2 separate regions of the Sus scrofa genome follow, and region 2 is linked to region 1. Evidence: chromatin contacts called from public HiChIP or PLAC-seq data. All regions are on one chromosome and are shown on one strand. Each heading gives the region's core, a stretch centred on a gene start, on an enhancer-like site or on the middle of the called end of the contact. The rest is flanking DNA. Distances are from core to core; before and after follow the strand shown. Region 1 holds the start of CTDP1 (RNA polymerase II subunit A C-terminal domain phosphatase). Region 2 holds the start of NFATC1 (nuclear factor of activated T-cells, cytoplasmic, calcineurin-dependent 1).

Region 1 (4,321 bases), core at 978-3,477:
GGCTGCAAAATGGACATTGTGTTAGCAGGCATGAAAACAACATTAATCTCATTATACATCTCCATCAGAGCTCTTGGGTGACCAGGTGCATTGTCAATAAGCAGTAGTATTTTGAAAGGAATCTTTTTTTCTGAGCAGTAGTTCTCAACAGTGGGCTTAAAATAGTCAGTAAACCATGTTGTAAAGAGATGTGATGTCATCCAGGCTTTGTGGTTCCATTTATAGAGCACGGGCAGAGTAGATTTAGCATAATTCTTAAGGGCTTTAGGGTTTTCAGAATGGTAAATGAGCATTGGCTTCAGCTTCAAGTCACCAGCTGCATTAGCCCCTAACAAAAGAGTCAGCCTGTCCTTTGAAGCTTTAAAGCCAAGCATTGACTTCTCCTCTCTAGCGATGAAAGTCCTAGATGGCATCTTCTTCCAATATAAGGCTGTTTCATCAACATTGAAAATCTGTTGTTTAGTGTAGCCACCTTCCTTAATTATCTTAACTAGGTCTGGATAACTTGATGCAGCTTCTACATCAGCATTTGCTGCTTCACCTTGCACTTTCACGGTATGGAGACGGCTTCTTTCTTTAAACCTCATGAACCAACCTCTGCTGGCTTCAAACTTTTCCTCTGCAGCTTCCGCACCTCTCTCAGCCTTCATAGAGTTGAAGAGAGTTAGGGCCTTGCTCCGGATTAGGCTTTGGCTTAAGGGAATGTTGTGGCTGGTTTGATCTTCTATCCAGACCACTAAGACTTTCTCCATATCTGCAATAAGGCTGTTTCGCTTCCTTATCATTCGTGTGTTCACTGGAGTGGCACTTTTAATTTCCTTCAAGAACTTTTCCTTTGCATTCACAACTTGGCTAACTGTTTGGCGCAAAAGGCCTAGCTTTCGGCCTATCTCAGCTTTTGACATGCCTTCCTCACTGAGTTTAATCATCTCCAGCTTTTGATTTAAAGTGAGAGATGTGCGACTCTTCCTTTCACTTGAACACTTAGAGGCCATTATGGTTTATTAATCTGCCTAATTACACTTAGAGGGCAGAGAGGAGGGAGCGAGATGGGAGGAAAGGCTGGTCAGTGCAGCAATCAGAACACTCGCAACATTTACCAATTAAGTTCACTATCTTACCAGGGCATACCCCCAAAACAATTATAATAGTAACATCAAAGATCACTAATCACAGATAATCATAACAAATAATAATTAAAAAGTTGAAATATTGTGAGAAATACCAAAACGTGACCCAGACATGAAATGAGCAAATGCTTTTACAAAAAAATGGTGCCGATAGACTGGCTCCATACAGGGCTGCCACAAACCTTTAACTTGTGAAAAAATGCAGTATCCACAAAGTGAAATAAAGCAAAGTACAACATAGTTATGCACATACTACTGTTGAGTTGTCTGCCTCCCTTAAATTACATCAGTTTCTGCTTCATGCACCTAAGGGTTCTGTTGTTGGGACAGGTGCTTCTGTCCAGTTCCCGCCAGAGAGTGCAGCTCTTCAAAAATCGAATCAAGAAAGACCTTGAGGGCAGCCGCAGTCCACCACGTCCACTCCTCCCAAAGGCTGGTCTCCAGGTGGTTCCAGTCTCCCCAGGCGGGCACCAGGGCAAGAGGGCTGGGACAGTGCGGGGAGGGTCGGAACCAAAGAAGACCCCAAAACAGGCACTCTTGGGGGATGCAGGGAACCTGGCGCCCACCAGGTTCCAAATCCCAACCGCGCTCCGCATGCTAGGACAGCAGCTCCACGAAACCCGCGTGGCATGCCGGAATTCCAAACGCCCCACTGGAACCCATGGGACAGCAGCGCACCGGTGGCGCACCCTAGGCCTTGCAGTCCCACAGGCAGCCAGCCTCAACGCCAGCGAGAGGAGTCGTGGGTCAGCGCCCCGCGTTGCATGCTGGGACCGCAGAGCCTGACGGTGTTTCTGGGACAGAGGCAAGTTGCATGCCGGGACTTCAGCCTTGTAGTCCAAAGACACCCCCAAGACTTCAGCAAATGGAGGACTGTGAGACAGCCAAGCACCGTGCATACCGATATTTTAGTTCTCAGTATACTGGATCTCAGCAGCCCAGGGGAACTGCAGGATACAGACTCTCATTGTAAGCCCCAGCCGCTGTGCCTGATGGGAACTCGTGACACAGAGGGGCGCATTGCACGCCGGGAATTGTAGTCCCACCACGACGTCCAACCTCAGCGTTTGATGGGGGGGGGGGTGCGCGTTGTATGCTGGGACCCGCGATCCCAGACGCTGGTGTTCGTGGGACGGATGGGGACTAAGAACACTGTTTCCACCGGAATCAGCCCCATAGGTGTAGTTCTAGGATGGGGCTCACTGCCCGTGGCTGGTGCAGGACCTCTAGGGCCCCGCGTGGGCGTGGTTTTTAACTCGGGTCCTCAGTGCATCCGCGCACGCACGCGGCGGCACGTGACATCGCACGCTGTCCCGGAAGTCGGCGGGGAACGGGCGGCGGGTGGGAGCCGGTGCCGGGGAGAGAATCGGTGCTCCGCAGCTGCCGCCACCTCCGCCTGGGCCTGGGTCGCCCGCCAGCCCGCGATGGGCGCCGGGCCCTGAGCGTCCGCCGCCGCTTTTCCACAGCAACTCCGCCCAGCTGCGATGGAGGCGCCGCCCGGCGGCCGCGTTCCCACCGAGGGCGCCCCGCCGCCGGCGGTGGCCGAGGTGCGCTGTCCCGGCCCCGGGCCGCTGCGCCTACTCGAGTGGAAGGTGGCGGCGGGCGCAGCCGTACGCATCGGCTCGGTGCTGGCTGTGTGCGAGGCCGCAACCTCCGCGCAGCCCGCCGGGCCCGCTCCTGCCCGCGCGAGCTCTGGGAGCTGCGTGCGTACCGAACGCAGACTGAGGTCGGAGCGCGCTGGTGTGGTTCGGGAACTGTGCGCGCAGCCGGGCCAGGTGGTGGTCCCCGGGTGAGTGGGAAGGGGAGGACGGGGCCGGGCCGGGCGGGGCGGCCGGGTTGGAAAGAGGTTCTGGGCCGGGAGAGGGAAGAAGGGCCGGGGACAGGAGGGGGTCCTGAGCTGGGAACTGGGTAGGAAAAGTCTCTGAGGCTGCAGTTGAACGGGATGCACTTGGGGAGAGCTTTAGAATGTAAGGCCCACTGTTGTGTGTCTGCATGTTTTTCTAAGGTCAGACGATAGTCACTACTTGTGACTTAATAATCAGAGGCGGCTGGGTTTTTTTTTTTTTTTTTTAAAGTTCTCAACTACCAAAATTGAATTCTTTAGAAAACGGTTGTGTTCCCTTCTTTTTTCTGTGATAGGATTGCACGTTTGTAAATTAGGAAAACATGGGTCTATAGCGAGTACAGGAGGAATCAGACATGCTCCATGCTGGTTGTCGTGGTAATAACTGTTGGGAGGTGTGCACTTCTTTAGATCCTAGTTAGACCCCGTGAAACGTTGCCTGTAATACCTAGTGTAGTTCTGCATCAAGCTTAGGAAGGGGGGTGCAGCTTTGGCACAAGTAGGTCAGTGTGCAAAGTAGTAGTACACCCTCCTACAATAGGCTTTTGCTGTGGGTACCTCTGTTTTAACCATGTAGCATGACTTTTTTTCTTCTTTGAAGTGTATGAGCTCGTCAGTTCATATTTTTCTAAGTTTACCAGTGCTGTGTGCAAAGGTGTATATACATGTGGTTGTTTTCAGGAACAGAACCTGGGGCAGGCGAGCATTCCCGACTCCTGTTGTAGTGGCTCCTGTTTACCTTACCTCTGTGGAGGCCACAGTATGCCCTGAGTGCTCCCTTTCTGCCCACTCTCATCCTGCTACTCCCCCTGTGGACTGAGTGACCTCTGGTTGTTGAGCCTCTTCTGCTCCATTCACACAGAAGCGAATGACCAGGATAGAACCACCTCCTCCCCAACCGCGGGGAGCCTCCTTCTCCATCTATGTCTCTGTCATCTTGGGAGGTAGAGCCTAGTCCTCAGCCTACTGCTCGCCTGCCAGTACCTGCCCACTGAATGCAGGCGGGGTGGCCTAGGCTGCATCCTCCACTGGAGCCATCTGCTTGGCCTCCTTTAGAAGGGAGGGGCTCGCTGTGCTGGTGTGTTTAACACACTACTATGCTGTTAGCATGGCTTTGAAGTCAAGTCTTACCTGACCATTGCTTGGGCACTAATGAGCCTGTAAATCCGTCAGCTAAATGATGAAGGTGCAGCATGATGCTGGTGTTTCACTGTGTAGAAAATCCCTGAGGGAAAGAACTCCTCTCCATGCTGTTCTGTTCCTCTGACTGCTCAGAAAAGGCCGCCAGGGCCCAGACAGGCCAGTGGCTGTCACAGCAGTTAATGAGACTTCATGTACAGTGTGTTGA
Region 2 (4,321 bases), core at 603-3,102, 190 kb before region 1:
GTGTGTGTTGGGGGGGGGGCAGCGGGCCTGCAGGATAGAGCAGAGGACACCTTTTGATTAGCAGCAGAGTTGCAAAAATGGACACTCCTGCGGCCCTCCTCCTTTCCTGCTCCACTCCCCCTACTTGCATGATCCTCGGTTTCACACAGGGGCCTTGGCCATCATTCTCTTGCTATCCAGATACTGGTTTCCTGGGGTGCCAAGACCCTGGGGAAGTTAGAACAAACAGCTAGGAGAAAGAAGATGGATAGGGCTGGTGCTCAGCCGGGCCTGGCTTGTATACCTTCTTTGCTGCAGAGCTGCTCTCTGCCTTGGCCTTGGGTTTACCCCCCACCCGCTCTTCCTATTTTCGCTCAACTCGTGAAAGCTTTGGAGTCACTCACGGATGACTGGCAGGCCACCTGTGCGCACAGGCGTTTGTACGGTGTTTCAGGAAGTTGAAGGACTAAACAGAACGCGTTACAAAAAAGGAGGTTGCCAGTTAGGCACCAGACTGCAAGTAAAAGGCCGCGCGTACACGTGGCCAGGCGTGAGCGGCAGCACCGGTTCCATATGTAAAGGCGACAGCGTTGTGGGTTCTTAGGAGCCTCGCATTTTCCTGACCCTTTTGGGCATCTTTAACTGTGGGGGCTGGAAAACGGTGTTTTCTGTGTTCATTGCTCTTCTGCAGCTGGTTGGGGAATCCAGTGCTCCTTGGATAGCGAGCCCTGCTACCAGGGAATTCCTCTCCGGGCCCAGGCTGCCGGGCTCCGGCAGGACGTGCGCGCTGCAAACTAGGCAGCAGCCCAGTCGGGCCGATCCGCTCCTAGAAGGGGCCTGGCCGGCAGGAGGCCCCTTTAGGCACCTTCAGTAGGAGTGGGGCAGCGTCAGCAGCTCATTGGGACGCAGGTATTGATCTTTGCGCCTGTTTGCGGGTGAGGCAAGCGAGCCCGCCTCCCCCGGACCGGGGTCGGGGCAGCGCGCTTCACGAAGAGCTCCCAGCGGGGCGAGTCTGCCGGAGGCGGGGAGGGGGGTTGTCGACCGCCGGCTGTCTTGCCCCAGCTCCTGCCCACCCGGCTCGGGCCGCAGGGGCGCTCAGGCCCCGGGGCGGACGGAAGTGGCCAGACTCCGTGTGCCCCCCCCACGCCCCCGCCTCCGGCGCACGTCTATCCCCCCCACCCCAGCGCAGACTCAGGGGGCGGGGCGCACTCTAGGGTCTCGCTCGCAGTGGGGCTGTCGACCCCAAGAGCCGCCTGGGGGTCCCCGGGCGCGGGTGGGAAGGGCTTGCCCAGAGCCGGGACACTAGTGAGAGGCGTGCGCTCGGGCTGGCGGGGAGAGTTTATTTAAAACTCGGAAGCCGGCGACCGGCGAGCGGCTTGTTTATGTAAACCCGGAAACAGCGGGGGGAGGGGCGCGGCGGGGGAGGGCCGGGGGGAGGGGCGCGGGCGGGAGTCACGTTACCCGAGGACGCGCGGCCGAGCGCAGGGCGCAGCCGAGCCCGGGGCGGCGCGACCACAGGTGCCCGCGGCCGGGGACCCGACTCTGGACCCCGACCGGACCTCAACCCAGATCCTGACCCCGACCCCACGCCGGGGTCCTGGCCGGGGACCCCGACCCCATCCCGGACCCCAACCTGGGATCCTGGCCCGGGACCCCTGCCCGGAACTCTGACCCCAATACCGGATCTCTACCCCGACCCCCATACTAGACCCCAACCTGACCCAACCCGGGACCCCGACCACGCCCTGAGCCCAGACTCCGGAGCTCACCCGACTCCAGCCCAGAGCCCGACCCGGGACCCGGACCAGGTACCGGATCCCCGCCAAGACTTAAGACCCTGAATCCAACCCTGAACTTGACCTGGGACCCCTGCCCTAGGTTTCGGATCCCAACCCTCTACCCCGACCCTAGCCCCCTGACCTCGGACTCCGACCCCGACCCTGACCTCCTGACCCTCGACCCCGACCCACCATGACGGGGCTGGAGGAGGACCAGGAGTTCGACTTTGATTTCCTCTTCGAGTTTAACCAGAGCGACGAGGGCGCCGCCGCGGCCGGGGCCACCGCAGGTGGGTCCGCGCGAGGCGGGGGCGCAGGGACTGGGGGCGCGGGGGTCGGGCGGGTAGGTTCCGGGTGGGGAGGGGCCGGCCTGGAGGCGCGCCGGGCCCCTGCCCCTCTGCCCGGGGCGCACCCCCTCTCCCGTCCCCACACCTCCGCGGCACCCAGGTCCGCGGCCCCGGGGTCGGGGCAGCGCCCAAAGTCTCCCCACCGCCCTACCCTTCGCCGGATTAAAACAGGTCAGGTTGAGGGGCGAGTGGGAGTGGTGGGGGAGGCCCCCTTGGGGTCGGCCCCCCCAGCCATGTAGGAAGACTCAGGGCTGCACTAGAGCGGAGTCCTGACCACATTCCCGCAGGAGGGGCCTTCTCTTTAGGGTGGGGTGTTGCTCAAGCCAAAGGATAGAGTGTGTCTGGCCCATGAGGCCCCCAAGACTTCCCCCTCTTGCTCCCCGTGTCCTCAGGGCAAAGCCTCTCTCCATCAAGAGATGGTACAGTGGAGCTAGCCTCTGAGACCTTGGACCCCCAAGGGTGCCACACTGTTCTTTCTTTAATTTTCTCTTCTCTGTCAAAAAATAAAAGTTCCCCTAAACAAACAACAGATAAAGGACTCCTCCGGCCCCCCAGGGTGCAGGCTTTTGAAAAAGAAAGAACCATTGAGCAATCACCCCCACTTTCACCGGAAGACTCAGTCTGGGCCTGCGGCCACCGGCCACCCCGAGTGAGTGAAGGGGACCAGGAGCCCCCTCCTTGCAGCCTGGCTCTCCCCACACCTGTCTCTTCTGTCCCTTGTGGGCCTCCTTTCTGTTTCTGTCTTCAAGATCTTCTCTCTGTCCCTCCCCACGTGGCGGTGAAATGGTGAAGCTGAGCCCAGCACACTTGGCACCGGCAGGCGCCCGTTTCTGCAGTGACTGTATAATATTTTCCATATCATTCACCGCCCTTCTTTTAAAAGTGTAATGTCTTGCTTGTTTATAAAAAAATAAATGTTCCAACCAGGCTAAGGCTGCCTGAACCCGTGCCCCCCCAGTGTCTTCCTTTTCCTCTTCCTTGGCTGTGCGTCTCCAGGCCTTTGGGTCAGTGGGGACCATGGTGGCGAGGGTGGGAGAGAAAAGCAGTTGTCTGAACAGATCTGGGGCCGGAAGTGGAGGCCTTCTGCACTTGCTCGGGACTGGCTATCTGTGGCAGATCCCGGCTTCCGGACTTGTTTACACCAAAAGACTTTCTCCCTTGGTATCCAGCCCCCTTTTCAGTCCATTCAGCAAATGTCTTTGAGAGAGGCGCGAGGGGGACGTGTGACTGACTCCTGACCTCTTCGTTGTGTGGAATCAGCCCCCGTCCTGGATCCTCCAGGGCACTGCCACCCTGCAAGGCCAGCCAGCCTGGTTCTGTGCCTGGGACAGACCAGGCGGGGGGAAGGCCTCCCTGTGTCTCCTGGATATCTGCTCCCCGACCGCCAGTTGAGTGACTTTCTCAAGGTGCATTTTCAGCATCTTTGCCAACTCTATGCCCCCACCCAAGCTCCCAGGGATCACAGTGGCATTACCCCTGTGGGAAGGCCTCCGGGGCACCGGCACCTGGGCCCAGCAGTCACCAGGCTTGGGGAACGGGAAGCCTCGGAAGCTGGAGGGAGCTTGGGGAGAGGTGGGAAGCCCCTTGTTGTAGTGTTAGAAAGAAGTTGACAGAAACCATTCCTTTTAACTTTTTTTTTCTTTTTTTTTTTGAGACACGCATTCTTTTTTGGTTTTTCCTTAGAGAAGTTGTAGATTCGCGGCAGAAGTGAGAGGGAGGTACAGAGATTGCCCATGTGCCTCTCCCCCGACAGGCACAGGCTCTCCCACTATCAGCATCCCCACCAGGTGGGACATTTGTTACAGTCAGTGACCTGCACGGACACCTCATCATCTCCCAGAGTCTAGCTTACGTGAGCGTCACTCTGCGTGCTGTGCGTGCTGTACGTTCTGTGTTCTGTGGGTTTGGACAACTGCATAGTGATGGTATCCACCATTAACAGTCTCCTATGGAGAATTCTCACTGTCCTAAGAGTCCTTTTTACCACCCACCGCAGCCCCTGATGCCACTGGTCTGTTCTCTGTGTTCATAGTTTTGTTTTTTTTCCAGAATGTCCTATAGTTGGAATAACATAGTAGGCAGCCTCTTCAGACAGGCCTTTTCCACTTGGTGGCGTGCATTTAAGTTTCCTCCGTGTCTTTTCAGGGTTTGATGGCTCCAGCGCTATACTATTCCCGTGTTTGGATGGACCATGGCTTATTTTTCCATCCATTTACC

What was found. HiChIP or PLAC-seq counts read pairs in DNA pulled down with a chosen protein or histone mark.
Region 2: an H3K27ac HiChIP or PLAC-seq map of alveolar macrophages shows a contact between it and region 1. The contact joins the promoter of NFATC1 here to the promoter of CTDP1 in region 1. A contact is called at or near these places in 2 of 5 promoter capture datasets (fetal liver and fetal skeletal muscle), 1 of 47 Hi-C or Micro-C datasets (fibroblasts) and 2 of 2 datasets of contacts at active chromatin or transcription factors (alveolar macrophages and skeletal muscle).

The regions. Positions count from the first base shown.
Region 1 is chr1:145,809,579-145,813,899 of Sscrofa11.1, reverse strand. It overlaps CTDP1 (RNA polymerase II subunit A C-terminal domain phosphatase), which reads left to right and starts at 2,227. Exons shown (of 13, transcript XM_005660586.3): 1 at 2,227-2,919. The coding sequence starts at 2,615.
Region 2 is chr1:146,000,428-146,004,748 of Sscrofa11.1, reverse strand. NFATC1 (nuclear factor of activated T-cells, cytoplasmic, calcineurin-dependent 1) reads left to right here and starts at 1,852. Exons shown (of 10, transcript NM_214161.1): 1 at 1,852-2,047. The coding sequence starts at 1,951.